Linked DNA regions of Mus musculus: region 1 is linked to region 2. The links are chromatin contacts, called in public promoter capture Hi-C maps. All regions are on one chromosome and are shown on one strand. The core of a region is the stretch at or near the end of the contact, and the rest is flanking DNA. Distances in the headings are between cores, read along the strand shown.

What was found. Promoter capture Hi-C pulls out the DNA fragments that hold promoters and counts their contacts.
Region 1: a promoter capture Hi-C map of liver shows a contact between it and region 2, with 3 times the contacts expected there. The contact joins the promoter of Pdia3 here to the promoter of Chac1 in region 2. A contact is called at or near these places in 2 of 39 promoter capture datasets (both in liver).

What each region holds. Positions count from the first base shown.
Region 1 is chr2:121,408,931-121,416,283 of GRCm38.p6, forward strand. It overlaps Pdia3 (protein disulfide isomerase associated 3), which reads left to right and starts at 4,972. Exons shown (of 13, transcript NM_007952.2): 1 at 4,972-5,275. The coding sequence starts at 5,109. It overlaps Catsper2 (cation channel, sperm associated 2), which reads right to left and starts at 4,862. Exons shown (of 13, transcript NM_153075.3): 1 at 4,486-4,862; 2 at 3,220-3,360; 3 at 1,447-1,620; 4 at 1,208-1,276. The coding sequence starts at 3,358.
Region 2 is chr2:119,348,720-119,356,056 of GRCm38.p6, forward strand. Chac1 (ChaC, cation transport regulator 1) reads left to right here and starts at 2,523. Exons shown (of 3, transcript NM_026929.4): 1 at 2,523-2,917; 2 at 3,638-3,673; 3 at 4,470-5,607. The coding sequence starts at 2,684. The coding sequence ends at 4,871.

The DNA of each region.
Region 1 (7,353 bases), core at 3,722-6,221, 2.1 Mb after region 2:
GCCTGGTCTACAGAGTGAGTTCCAGGACAGCCAGGGTTATAGAGGAACCCTGTCTCGGGGGAAAAACAAAAGTGCAATAATATACTAGTCTAAAATAGTTACTTCATTTTTTTTCTCTTATGTTTTTGAGACAGTCTTGCTATAGCTCAGGCTGGTCTAGAACTCAGTAAATCCTCCTGCAACCACCTCTTAAGAGTTGGGATTATGGGCTGGTGAGATGGCTCAGGGGGTAAGAGCACCCGACTGCTCTTCCAAAGTTCAAATCCCAGCAACCACATGGTGGCTCACAACCACCTGTAACAGAGATCTGATGCCCTCTTCTGGTGCGTCTGAAGACAGCTACAGTGTACTTACATATAATAAATAAATAAATCCTTAAAAAAAAAAAGAGTTGGGATTATTGCCAGCAATGGTGGTGCATACCTTTAGAGGCAGGCGACTTGGATGTGTTTCAAGTTAGCCTTTATTACACAGTGAGACCCTGTCTCAAATACACCCAAAGCAGGAGCTGGGAAATGTAACTAAGTTGGTAGCATACTTGCTTAGCATGCACAAAGCCCTAGGTCCGGTCTTCAGCACCCCTTATACCTAACATGGTGACACATGCCTGTAATCTTGGCATTAGAAAATGAAAGCAGGGGGATCAAAAATGTAAAGTCAGCCTGGACTACATGGTGCATCTGAGACCTGGCTGGGCTTTATGAAACATACACACTCCTCATTCTCTCTTTTGGCTCTCCTATTGATCTCTCTCTCTACACACACATACACAGGAAACTGGGGGATTTCTATTTTTTTTTTTTGAGAGTTTTACTGCAGAGTGCAGGCTGGCCTTAACTCACAACCCTGCCTCAGCTTCCAGAGCACTGGATTAAAGGCATCATCACCAGTCCTGACCTGAGGCATCTGCCTGAACTAACAACCAGATGAGATGTCCTTCTGTTCTCAATCATTTTATATCATTTATAAATGGTTTTAGAGTTGCACACCAGTAACCTCAGATGGGCAGTAGAAGCAAGCGGTAAGATTCAAGGTATGGCGTTTAGGGCTAGTGTAGGCTGCATGAGACTCTGTCTCAAAAAAAAAAAAAAAAAAAAAAAAAAGAATCTGTCCCCATCACAATGAGATGTCTGAAACTACAAAGTGATCAGGCCAGGAGAGAACTGTCGTCCACACACTGCCTTTGTCGGCCAGCCTCACTTCTTACCTATTTCAACCATCAGCACAAAGGTGTTCAGAAAGATGAGGGAGATGATGAATTTCGAGAAGACAGAACCTGTTTTTTTTTTCTTTTAAGGAAGCATGCTGATGAAGTGCGTTCTCATTTATACAGCTTAAATAATAAAGACTACAATGTCAGATATGAGGATTTGAAGGAAACAGTTTGAGAGAGGAAAAGTAACCAACAGGAGAGGAACAGCCATAGATAAGAGCACAAAAGGATACTATCAAGGACCCATCCAGCCCACAAGGAAAGAGGGGGCATTCGACTGCACCGCACGCGAAGCCTGCTCAGCAACCGCCGCGAGTGTGTGATGTGCCCCATTCGCCGAGGCTTTATGGAGAAGCGCACTAGCTGCTCCTGATCTCCTGACATGAGTTTCTGCTGGTAAGAAGGATCTGTAACAAAAATGAGAAGGTAACTGGAGAGGCCTGCTATTCAGCTTGAGTGCACCTGAGCTGGCAACACCTAAGCCTGCCTTCACATCTCCCCAGCCTCCTCCCAAAACACAAAGGACAGTAGATAAATATACAGGCCGGCTGGAGGACTGTGGCGAGCAGGTAGCGTTGGGTTAGGGATGCCAGTGAAATAATGGACCCTCCTCTGCCTTGTAAGGTGCTCTTTCCCAAAGCAACTGAGAATTAGTTGAAAGTGAAAATGTGTAGTTTCTCACTAACACTGACTGTGCCCATGAAAGCAACAGGGACAAAGTGTTATTTTGTTTTAGTCCCAGCTGCTTTAGAACCTGGTGTGTAGAGCAGGCTCTCTCCAACTCAGAGATCCACCGGCTGCCGCCTTCTGAGTACGCACATTAAATGCCTGTGCTACCACTACCAGCAGCCCAGAAACCTTAAAGTTTTAAGTACTTTTGGTGTGAACTTTTCCAAGTCAGTCAGGGTACCCAACTAGGACTCAGAGGAAGTGATTAGAGGTCCTATACATAGATTCTAAGAGTTTTATTCATAAAGCTCTGAGTTTATCACATGTCATGTTGCTTCTTATCCCTAGATTTCCTTTTTTTAAAAAAGATTTTATTTATTATACATAAGTATACTGTAGCTGTCTTCAGATCTCACTATGGGTGGTTGTGAACCACCATGTGGTTGCTGGGATTTGAACTCAGGTCCTCCGGAAGAGCAGTCAGTGCTCTTAACCACTGAGCCATCTCACCAGCCCCCCTAAATTTTCTTTTATTTGTACTTAAAAAAAAAAAATACCGCTGAGCGTGGTGGCACATGCCTTTAATCCCAGCACTCAGGAGGCAGAGGCAGAGGCAGGAGGATTTCTGAGTTTGAGGCCAGCCTGGTCTACAAAGTGAGTTCCAGGACAGCCAGGGCTACACAGAGAAACCCTGACTCGAAAAAACAAAAACAACATAAAAAAATAGCATTTATTCGTGTGGGGGGGTGGTCAGAGCATAATTGTAGGGGTAGGTTGTATTCTTGTACCATATGGGTTCTGAAGATAGAGCTTAGTTTACAGAGCAAGTGCCTATGTTCACTAAGCTATGTTTTCTCTGGCCTTACTCATATTGTTCTCAACCAAGGATGGCCTTGAATTCCTGGTGTCTCCTCCTCCAGAGTGCTGGGATTCACCCATACCTGGTTTCTTTCTTTCCTTTTTAATTTTTTTCTTTTTCTTTTTTTCTAATAGTTGTGTATGTGTGTGTTGTGTGTACATGTGTAGGCCAGAGGACAACTTTTGGGAATCAGTTCTCTCCTTCCAGGTAGGTTCTGAGAATCAGACTCAGGCTATCATTATTAGCTGCAGGCACCTTTACTCTTGCCGGCTCTAATTTTGTTTGCTTGTTTGTTTCATTTTGTTTTCTGAACCAGGACCTGGCTATGTAACCCAAGCTGGTCTTTATTATTTAAAGCCCAAGTGACCCCGGATTCAGTCATGGACCGTTATTCCTGGCTCCACCCTTAAGTATGTCTCACTTTCTCTTGAGGATATGGACAGGAATATCACGTTTAGTGTGAATGAGGGTTACTAACCAAGTATCTCCCGGAGAGTGTGCCTTGGTACGGCTTGGCTCAAGCCCTGCAAATGCTCTATGAGCGAGAAAGTGTCAATGAGCTTTGAACGGATAGCATCAGCTCTGAGCAGCTGGAAATGTCCTTGTTCTTGTGCCATGTCTGTTAAGAAAGTAGAACCAAGGATGTCATGCTTAAGAATTATACTACAATTAGCAGGCTCTCTCCTCCCCCAGCTTCTTTGCCTTTTAGAGATTCAAGAAGCCCACACAAAAAAAGCTATGAGCAGTTAAGAATAAACACATTGAAAGACTCAAAGGTATTTTGTTGTTGTTCGGTACGGATTTTGTTTTTCATCTAAGCAAAAGACATAAAAGTCATAAGAAGCTAGGCAGTGGTGGTGCACGCCTTTAATCCCAGCACTTGGGAGGCAGAGGCAGGCGGATTTCTGAGTTAGAGGCCAGGCTGGTCTATAAAGTGAGTTCCAGGACAGCCAGGGCTGCACAGAGAAACCCTGTCTCGAAAAGCCAAAAACAACAACAACAACAAAAAAAAAACAAAAACAAAAGTCATAAGAAATATCTTCACAGCTAACTAAATATTCGGGTTATTTTCACTTTCTGACAGCATTTGTAATTAAACACTTCTTTTTGAAAATTAGGCTTAAATGTTAGGCAGGTGGCCCATGGCTTGGATCCCAGCGCTCTGGAGATAGAGGCAGGCAAATCTCAGAGCTCAAAGACAGCCTAGTGAAGGACAGCCAGGGCTACACAGAGAAACTATCTTGAAAAACAAACAAAAATCAGTTTAAAAGGCAGGCAGTGTAGACAGATATTCCAGTCTCAAGAGGATGGTGGATCTCTGTTGAGTTCCACATTTGCCTGGTCTATATAGTGAGTTCCAGGGCAGCCAATCCTCCTTGCCTCAAAAAAAAAAAAAAAAAAAAAAAAAGGTGAAAGCTGAGCCTGTGCCTATTAGTACGTAGTGCACACTATCAGTCTCAGCCACTCGAGAGGCTGAGGCCAGAGGATGGAAAGTTCTAGACCTTCGCGGATTACAGTATGAAGTCAAGGCCAGCCTGGACACCTTGGTGTGAACATGACTCAAAAAGTCAAAAGAGGACTAGGGATGTAATCCAGTGTTGGATCACTTGCCCAGCAATGTGCAAGGTTCTGGGCTCAATCCTCAGCTACCCACCCTCTCAAACAAACCAACAAACAACAATGGGGGGGGGGGGAGCAGCAGGCAGGGAGGGCAGAGGCCTAAGGCTGGACAAAGAATACAGACCTCACGTGGACCTGACAAAGCAGGATACGAGGTAGGGCAGCGGCAGGATGTAGACTTACTACGCCCTATAATTGGACAAAGCAACAGCCTGACATTTGGAAAACGTGTCGCGGTGCGCTCAAGTGCGTGCGCGCCCCAATGCCCCGGAGGGAGGGAGCCGGACAGACAGCTCAAGCTCCCCTCCAGCCCTTTCGCGGGCCTCACTTCCGCCCACTCAGCCCTGACTTCACCCCTCCGCCTTCCGCGCCGGCGCCCAGAGCTTCACTCCTCCCCAGCGGGTGGCGCTCAGGGCCGCTCCGGCTTCGCTGAGCCCCCTACTTCCCACCGACCCCCCGTCCAGGCCTCCGCCACAGCCAGACCGGCGGGCGTTCGCCTAAGCGTCCGCCCCGCCTCGCCCCGCGCGCCCGCCAATCGGCAGTTACCAGCTGTTCCGCCCGCCCGACGCTGCGTGACGCAGCCAATCGGCGGCTGCCACACTGCGGGCCCCGAGCAGGCCTAGGGGGTTGGGACCTCGGCAGCGGGTCTGCCCGGGCCAGACGCGCGAGCGCAGGCAAGCGGCTGCAGATTGCGGGCTCTCCCATCTCATTTCTCCGGTCCCGGCCCTCCGACCGCGACCCGCCGCCATGCGCTTCAGCTGCCTAGCTCTGCTCCCGGGCGTGGCGCTGCTGCTCGCCTCGGCCCGTCTCGCCGCCGCCTCCGATGTGTTGGAACTGACGGACGAAAACTTCGAGAGTCGCGTCTCCGACACGGGCTCGGCGGGGCTCATGCTAGTCGAGTTCTTCGCCCCCTGGTGAGGCCACTTTGCGGGATCAGGGCCGGAGGACCGGCTGGGCGCGGGAGCGGTTGGGCCTACGCAGCGCGGGCGCCCTCCACTATCTAGCAGGCCTGGCTGCGGCTGCCTCATTGCCAGTCGGTGGGGAACCGGGAGGCGCTCCGCCCGGGGTGGGGGGTGGGGTGAGGACGAGGTAGGGTGGGGACGGGGGCAGATCCGGAAAGCAGAAAGCCTAAACTCCAGGGTAGGGCCACGTCCTTACCTCCGCGTTCTTGCAGCACTTCCTATGTGGAGGGTTCTCCCATCCCCTCCCCCTCCGGTCTATCTTTCAGTATCTAGGTGAGTCAGTGTATGTGTCCCCAGGTCTGCAGACAAGGCTGGCATCCCAAAGCCTTCAGAGAGGAGGCAGAGGTCCTCTTTTAAGTGGTGAGGTTCTGGGGTTTTTTTTTTTTCTCTTTTTGTCTCCACCCCATTAGAGCCATTGGTTTCTAACCAAGGTCACTCTGTAGCTGCAGAAAGATCCTAAGTGCTTTCTTGAGACAGGCCATTAGTTGGTTCATGGCATGGCTTACACTATTTTACATTAAGCTGCAGAGGCCTCTTATTAAAAGAGTAAACCAACAAGAATTATTTCACTAGGACCTATCATAATTTCAGTATTAAATAATTCTAGAAAATGATAACATTCTGGATAAGAAAGTTACCACTGCTTAACCTAAGAAAAGGGTAAGTTCTATCGAGTGGGTGTGACCCCAAATAAAAACTTTGCTTGGGAAGGGAGAGCAAATAGGATTTCTAGTTTTGTCACTTAGAGTAGTGGATAGGATAATTTACCAATTATTTATTACAAGGGCATACAGTTTAGAGGATGTCAATATTTTTTCCCTCCTAGCACAATGACCCTTAATTCAAACCTGTTCAAAAGTATCAGTAAGACAGAGTGTGATAGTTACACTGTAACTTACCTTTGCTTCTGACCCAGTGGGATTGTTAACATCTCTAGCTTCTCTGACTTAGATGGTCACACTCAAAAGTCCTGTAGTGAAGACTGCCTAAAGAGGCAGGAAGCAAATTGTGTTTCAGTTCAGGCTTCTGTGGTTGACAGTCACATTGATTACACATTATAGATAGCATCTATATGTCTCTAGAATTCGTGTTCTCTCCGAATTTATCATAGTTACATAATGGTGCTGTTAACTGAGGGGGTGTCGCTTGGGTCTGGCTTCTTTGTCTGAAGGAGGTCATACAATTGAAGAATTGTGGGCTCTTACACAATTAGAGTTTTTAGTCAAGGCTTTGGAATATGGTTCAGTGCTTGCCTAGCATGTCCAATCCCCATTGAAACACACACACATGAGAACATATATATTCTTAAGAAACAAGTCTCTGTACACTCTAGGCTGACCTCTTCTTACTCTAGCCTCTTTTTTTTTTCTTTTTCTTTTGAGATAGGGTCTCCTATTGCCTAGTTAGCCTTCATTTCATGATCCTTTTATTCTGAATGCCCCAGGCACCTGACTTCAGACTTGTCTTTCTACTAAAAATTGTTGTGCCTGCTTTCCACAAGACTACATATCCCATCGTACATTGAGCGATTTAAGAGTTGCGTGGATTTCTGCTGTGGTGTCTGCTTTTAGTTGGCTGAGAAGATAAAGTCATCTTCCACATTGCCAGTAGGAAAGATTGGTTTTCTGAGGAGGCAGTTTAAAGTGAAGGAAGTCTCCTGTTAGTAATTTCATTATTTCTACATACTCATCTATTTTAACAGTTGTAAAAATTTTTTTAAATTTGTTAGTTTGCTTGTTTTTCTGAGACAAAGTCTTAAGTAGCTCAGGTTGGGCTCGAATTCCTTACCCTTGAGTCTCCCCAAATGCTGAGCGTATAGCCACCACACCAAGCTCTGGAGATTGATTAATTGATTGACTGATTTACTCTTTTCCCTTGCATATAACAGCAGTACCATCCCCTGTTAGCAAATAGAAATTTTTTTTTAAGGATGTGCAACCACTACCCAGTTTTTTTTTTAAGGTTTATTTATATCTAAGTACACTGTAGCTGTCTTCAGACACACCAGAAGAGAGTGCCAGATCTCATTA
Region 2 (7,337 bases), core at 1,273-3,772:
CTGGAAACTTGTTTTCTCTGTGCTTCTTTGTGCAACTCTGTATCATGTGGACTGACACCTTACTCAGTGTTTAGGTATTTAAGTATTTCCTCCTTTGCTTTTGCTGCCATAAATAACAAACATTAAAATTTCAGGCGCATGGCTTCTGTTCATATTTTGAAGAATTCCCTGGAGTGGAAAGAGGGGGTCACAGGATTGTTTTCCCTACTGATTCATATCTTCAAAGGAGCATCAGTTTTCCATCTCCCACCTGAGGCATGAGGGAAGATTCTCAGGGGGTATTCTTTGTAAGACCCGGCCGAAAGGCAGTACTAAGAGGGACTCGCAGAGTGGAAAGGAAAGAAAGGGGAGAATAAACATGCACAGTGGTGGCAAGCAGGAAAATTACCAGATACCACCATTTTTCTCAACAATTTTCCATTCAGAAAAGTAGAATGTGCCGGGCGTGGTGTCACACGCCTTTAATCCCAGCACTTGGCAGGCAGAGGCAGGCAGATTTCTGAGTTCGAGGCCAGCCTGGTCTACACAGTGAGTTCCAGGACAGCCAGGGCTACACAGAAAAACCCTGTCTCGAAAAACAAAACAAAACAAAACAAAACAAAACAAAACAAAACAAAACAAAACAAAACAAAACAAAAAAGTAGTGCATGAGCCTCACAGGGAGCCCAGGCCTGGGGTAGGCACACACATCAGGCATAAGGCACACCGGTGTGCGGACTCGAGTTCTAGTCCCGCCAACGAAACAAACACAAGTTCCTCCAACTTTTAAGAGTATTTCTTTCCACTCCGTTCATCCATACATTTATTCATTTAGAGACATGGTTTTGCTTTGTAGCCCATGCTGGCCCGATTCTCTAGGTCTCTATCCTCGGCCTCCTGAATGCTAGGCTTGAGAGTTTCTCTGTGAATCTCAGGCATGTATGTATAGTAATTCCAGGTCAGTCCAGCTAGAGGATAGTGGAAGAGAGAGAGAGAGAGAGAGAGAGAGAGAGAGAGAGAGAGAGAGGCAATTGTGTAGACACTTTTGGGATGGATCTCTTTTGGGATGGATCTACCCTGTGCATACAATTTTGAGTTAAATAAGGAGACTCACTGAGTTTCCACTTCCAGGGAGCTCACTCTTGTTTGTTCACCCTAGTGAAAGGCCTTCTGCTCTTTGTTTCCCTTTCCCAATGAGAGATGCCCAGAGAGGCTGCCTCTTGCTGCTGCCTAGGAAGCAAAACTCGACCTCTCCTCCATCCTGCAGTTTGGGGTGGCACTGGCTCCACCAGAGAGGGTGAGCTCTTGGGGAGACAGATCCTGAGACCTGCCAATGGTGACTGTTTTTTTTTTTTTTTCCCCTCTATTTTTTGAGACAGGGTTTCTCTGTGCAGCCCTGGCTGTCCTGGAACTCACTCTATAGACCAGGCTGGCCTGGAATTCAGAAATCCACCTACCTGCCTCTGCCTCCCAAGTGCTGGGATTAAAGGAGTGTGACACCACTACCTAGCCCAATGGTGACTCTTGCAGGGTTCAGGCAGAGAGGAACTTCCAAGGAGATGGCTGGTGCCTGGTTGCCCACGTCAGTGCCAGGGCCCATACCCACTGCCTGGCAAGAAGCTATGGGAAAAGGCTGCAGGTGCCCTTAGTCCTCTGTGCTGTCCTTAACCAACGTTTCTCCAAACTTTGGTACCTATGTAAATTGCCCACTGCTGCAAGATCTCAAGCTAGAGAGAATGAAACCCGTACCCATGGGGTGAAAGTGGCCTGGCATTCTTCTCTTTGTAGCTTTGTACCACAGGTACTAACAGTCATCCTCAATGTGACTACTCTGCCCAAGGCTGTCTAGTTTTGACTTTTCTTCTAACCCGCCTGAACTCAGGGGTCTCACATTTGGCCCGGGTGTAGCCGTCACGTGAGGCCTGCATGCTTGTGCCAACCAGTCTGACTCAACTACAGCCTTTGCAAAACCCCTTACCACCCCGTGACTCAGTTTCTCCAGCTGTTCACGTGGGCAACAGTATGAGGCACCAGAGTGGAATGCGGAGGGTGTCCAAAACAGCTTCTCTGCAGTGCGTGCTTTTAGGCGGGGCCCCAAAGGCAAGAATTCGTGCCGCCCAAAGTATTCCTACTGGTCGTGCCCTGCACTGGCCACTGCTTTGGGCGGCAATGATTCTGCCAGGTGCACCGGCTGGACTGCAGGGATGACACCGTTTAGACCACTGAGAGGGCCTTCCCGGGAGACGGCGGGTGCCCGCGCCCATTCTAAGGCCCGTTCCCGGTGCCAGCAGCCTGACGCAATCTGACTCGCCCTTGCTGCATGCCAGTTCTGGGGAAACCTTCCCTGCCGTTGCATCACTCCTGCCAGGTCTGCCACGGGAGGAGGAGCCGAACCAATCAGCACGCGCGTTGGCCCTGGGGCGGGCTGCTCTGGTACCCACTCGGAGGGCGGCGCGGTTAACCGAGAAGCAAAATCTAAAGGTGATTGGCCAGAAAGAGATTTGCCCCGCCCCAATCATAGGGACAGCTGGAGGCAGTCTGAGGGCCTTCCTGGCCGGAGGGTTTAAAGAGCGCCTCTGGAGGGACCACTCAGCTGGAACGACCGATCGGTGCCAGGCCAGGTGTACGCGTCCGTCGGTCCTTCCGTGCCCGTGCCGGAGACCAGTCTCGGAGGCCACCCGGGTCCGTCCCTGCGCCCGGCACCATGAAGCAGGAGTCCGCATCCCAGAGCACTCCGCCTCCTTCACTGTCCCCTGCACCATCATCCGCGCAGCCTTCCTGGGGGGATGGCGACCCCCAAGCCCTGTGGATTTTCGGGTACGGCTCCCTAGTGTGGAAGCCGGACTTTGCCTATAGTGACAGCCGTGTGGGCTTCGTTCGTGGCTATAGCCGACGGTTCTGGCAGGGAGACACCTTCCATAGGGGCAGCGACAAGATGGTGAGCATCCTTCTGTGCCCAGAGGAGTGGAGTGGGGTTGGCAGGAGAGTGGGCACTCGTATCCTGGAGTGGCAGGGACCCTGGGCTAACTAAGAGAAAATTGTAAACCTGGTTTGTGGTTTAAATTTGTGTGCCTGGAAATCAGGTTGGTGATTGCACCTGTGGATTCTTGTGCTGGTTACTAATCTGGGCCGCTCGTTGTTTGTCTCTTCCACATCTGCCCATCACTCCATGTCACTCGATGAAAGGTCCTCTCCCAGGCTTGGGGCTTAGGCTGGCACTCTTTCCTCCTCTTCCTTCTCTTCCTCTTCTTCCTTTCCCTCTTCCTCCTCTTCCTCTTCTCTTCCTCTCCCTCTTCCTCCTTGTTCTTCTCTTCCTCTTCCTCCTCCTCCTCCTTTTCCTCCTCCTCTTCTCCCCCCTCTTTTTCCCCCTCCTCCATCTTACCTATTTCTTGCTATGTGGCCTCAAACTTGTGACAAATCTCTCTCTCTGGTGCTGAAGTGCTGGAACTACAGGTTCAAGTCACAACAGGACTAAAGGTGTGTGTGTGTGTGTGTGTGTGTGTGTGTGTGTGTGTGTGTGTGTGTGTGTTGCTGGAGATTGAATCTAAGGTCTTGTGCATGACAGGCAAGCCCCCCATGTCAATAAGGTTCATTCATAGTCCTTTCGGAAGTGCTAATATCTAATTTGTCTTTTTCAAAACCTTTCTTCCCTGTCTAGCCTGGCCGAGTGGTGACCCTCCTTGAAGACCGTGAGGTAAGTGTGCAGTCAAGAAGAGAATCCTGGGGTCTGATGTATCAGGGTGCAGAGGGTCAGAGCTCTTGTGTGGGGAGAGTGGAAGTGTAGCTAGCTTACTCCATGCTTCTTGGAGAATCACTTGAGGGAGGGTCTTATTAAGATGGATTTCTGTGAGTTCAGAGTTATTCTTGGTTACATAATGAATCCTGGGTCAGACACCCTGTACTATATGAGACGTCTCAAAATAAACAAAACTCAAGGGAAATAGGGTGAAGGGTATTGCTTCTGGGTGGCTCAGCAGCCAGTCAAACACGTTAGTTTTTTTTTAAAGCTTCATGGAGAAATGGCTCAGGAGTCAGAAGCACCTTCTGCTTCTCCAAAGGGCCTGGATTTGATACCCAGCACCCACACAGTAACTCACAATCTGTAGCTCCAGTTCCAGGGAATCAGACTCTTCTGACTGACCACCAAGATCACAGGTCGCCAGGCACACACGTCCATACACATAAAACTTCAAAATTACATCTATTTGTACATGCACGCATGTGCACACGCTGTAGGTCAGATGTGGAAGCAAGACGACAAGATGGAAGTCGATTCTTTCCTCCGACCATTCATGTCCCAGGGATTGGACTTAGGTTATCTGATCATCAGGCATGGTAGCAACTACCTCTATCCCTTGAGACGTCTCCCCACCCCCTCCACCTCTTTTATAGAACATAGGTGTGGAATGTGTCTAGGGGAACATTCTAGAATGAACACAGGACCAGCATCAAGCTCTGTGACTGACTGGAGTGTCTCTGTTTTTCCCTAGGGCTGCACTTGGGGTGTGGCATACCAAGTTCGAGGGGAGCAGGTGAACGAGGCCCTGAAGTACCTGAATGTGAGGGAAGCCGTGCTTGGTGGCTATGACACTAAGGAAGTCACCTTTTATCCTCAAGACACCCCTGACCAACCCCTCACAGCACTGGCCTATGTGGCCACCCCACAGAACCCTGGCTACCTGGGCCCTGCTCCTGAAGAGGTCATTGCCACACAGATCCTTGCTTGCCGAGGCTTCTCTGGTCACAACCTTGAGTACTTATTGCGTTTGGCAGACTTCATGCAGCTCTGTGGGCCTCAGGCACAAGATGAGCACCTGGAAGCCATTGTGGACGCCGTAGGAACCCTGCTACCCTGCTCTTACCTACCTGAGCAGCCTCTGGCACTGACCTGAGGAGCCAAGCTCCTGCAAGAAGTGTCTGAGTGGTACTGGTGGACATCAGTATGCAGTACTTGAGATAGACTTGATGGAGCAAGAGAGAGTTGAGAAGGCATGCTGGGTGGCCAGGGGCTTTGTGTCTTATGCCCCGCCTGTCTGCTAGCCTTCAGCTCTTCCTTCATTGACCCTTACTCACTACTTGAACCTTTATTTATTGCACCATGTTGGTGTGGTGGGCAGGGCAGGTGGGGGACCTGCCCTGGATGTGGGCCCTGCAGTGCGGTGGCTCTGCCCTAGTCCTCTGGTATGTAACCAGAATCCCCCCATTGCTGCTGCCAATTCCACACCACCCAGGCCTCCGTAGCCCCAGGGACCCTCCAAGATCGTTGCTCCTCTGTCCACCCAGACTACCCCAGCCGTGGTAGTATCACCTGCCCATGTTCCGGGCCTTCTGGATGAGGGACAGCAGAGAAGGAGGCGAAGTAGCTCTTCAAGGGCCAAGGGTCAGCATCCCTCTTCATTGACGGGCCCGGGGCAGAGCCGGATCCTATGCACAGACACAGTTCCTGGGACTGGGCCTCTCCCCCATCCCTCTTTTTTCATTTCCTTATCCTTTTGTCTGTCTGCTTGTTTGTCTGGATCACTTCCTATAGACCCATTGGTCTGTTCCTGGAAAACACTACAGTCCTTGTCCATTCTCAGTTGACCCATACTGTTACCCATAAACTGTCTTTCATTACCTCTGCCAGAATATGGTTTGTCTCTGTACAGGGCTTGGGTAAGTGAGGGATAAACCTTGGAAAGGCTCCCAAGTAGGGAAAGCCTCTTTTCTCTCCTCCGCCTTCTTCAGGCATGAGGGCAGGATCCACTGCTGCTGTGGGCACATTCTAGGGTCTACAATACACAAATAATGCCCAGAGCTCCACCCACAAACCTGTGAGCCATGAGCTTGCCCCTGCTCTGGAATCCTGTGCCTCAGTCCCCTGAGCTGTCCCAAGAAGACTGGTTTGCTTGGAGCTCAGGTTAGACTTAACCTCCATCTTTAGGGCCAGCCACTGTCTTTGTCTGAAAGCCAGTTTAGATCATGGCCTCTTACTGAGGGAGCACTTGGGTTGGGATAAGACAATGACGACTTCTAAGGCAATGCCAATCAAAGGGTTCCCATGGCCTGGAATTGATGTTCCTTTTATTTCCAGAGTGTCACGGGGATATAGTGTTGGCTAACCTTTCTGATCTGATCTATCAGGTCACCCACAGTGGCCCCTTTCCCTCTGCTCCTTGTTTACCCCTACGTGTCCCTAGATGTTGCTTCTCATACCCTGGCTCCTGGGGACACATCACCACTCCCAGCTCTCAGCCTGACCAGGAGTTTCTCCATAGGGAGTGAATGGACCCCTTGAGCCACTCCTAGTTGATTACCTTAACAGAGGACAGTCTGAGTCCAGGCTAGCCCCTCCCCTTACTGCTCAGTGCTAGGGAAGGAAGCTCTCAGAATTGCTCTAAGCTGTCTCTTTAGAGGATGCTGTCTATGAATGGTGGATGGGACAGGTTGGGTGATACATATTGCCCCTGCTTTTGTGGGCAATGCCCCAATGGGTCTGTATGTCTCCATCAGGGTCACCTCTGACCAGCTGGGCAGGCAGTGTGTCTGGGAAGAGTGCCATGCTGTGTTGTGTTGCCTGTGTTTTGACGGCCTCGTGTCTTGGCTGTTAATGGGAAAAATGTGGACGATAGCCATGCTCTTCTGGGAACCTGGTCAGGACAACACAACAGGAGCAGTTGGTATCAGGGAGCCCTTGGCAGCCATGCCCTGGGCATCCTGGGCAAATCAGGATCCAGTTCTGCTCTGGATTGGAAGGCAGCAAGATAAGGTGGAAAAGTCTGCTTGACAACAAACATGGAACATCATTCTGTTTGTTGTTTTGGTTGTGGCAGCAGAGATTGAACCTAGGCCCTCATGGCTCTAGTTCATACTAGACAAGTGCCTACCACTGCACTACATTCTCAGATACCTCTTACCTTTTTAAAAAATAATGTATTTATTTTAATGTGCATTGGCATTTTGCCTGCATGTACGTCTGTATGAGCTCCCTCATCCAGAAAAGGCTGTCTGGGTGAGGGAGCTCCAAAAGGGACCTCTGGGGACAGTGATTCACGGAACACTGTGTGCCTCAGGGGAGACCAGGTCAGATGGGCTAGCACACAGAGGTAACTCGGGGCCAAACAGGTGGTAGCCCAGACGCTGGCCAGCAGGGTGAGCTATGTCAGGCTTGGCTGCACATTTCTCTCGAGTCAGCGGAGGGCCCTGGCAGACTGTGAGCAGCAAAGGGATGCGCATAAGAAGAAGCACTGGCTGCCTGGTCAAATTGTTGGCTGCAGGAAGACTGGTGAGGAGGCACAGGGCAGGGCCCTGGAGTCAGGGGGCAAGTAGGTATCTCAGGAAATCTGGCTGCCACAGGGAAAGAGAGACAGTAACTGAGG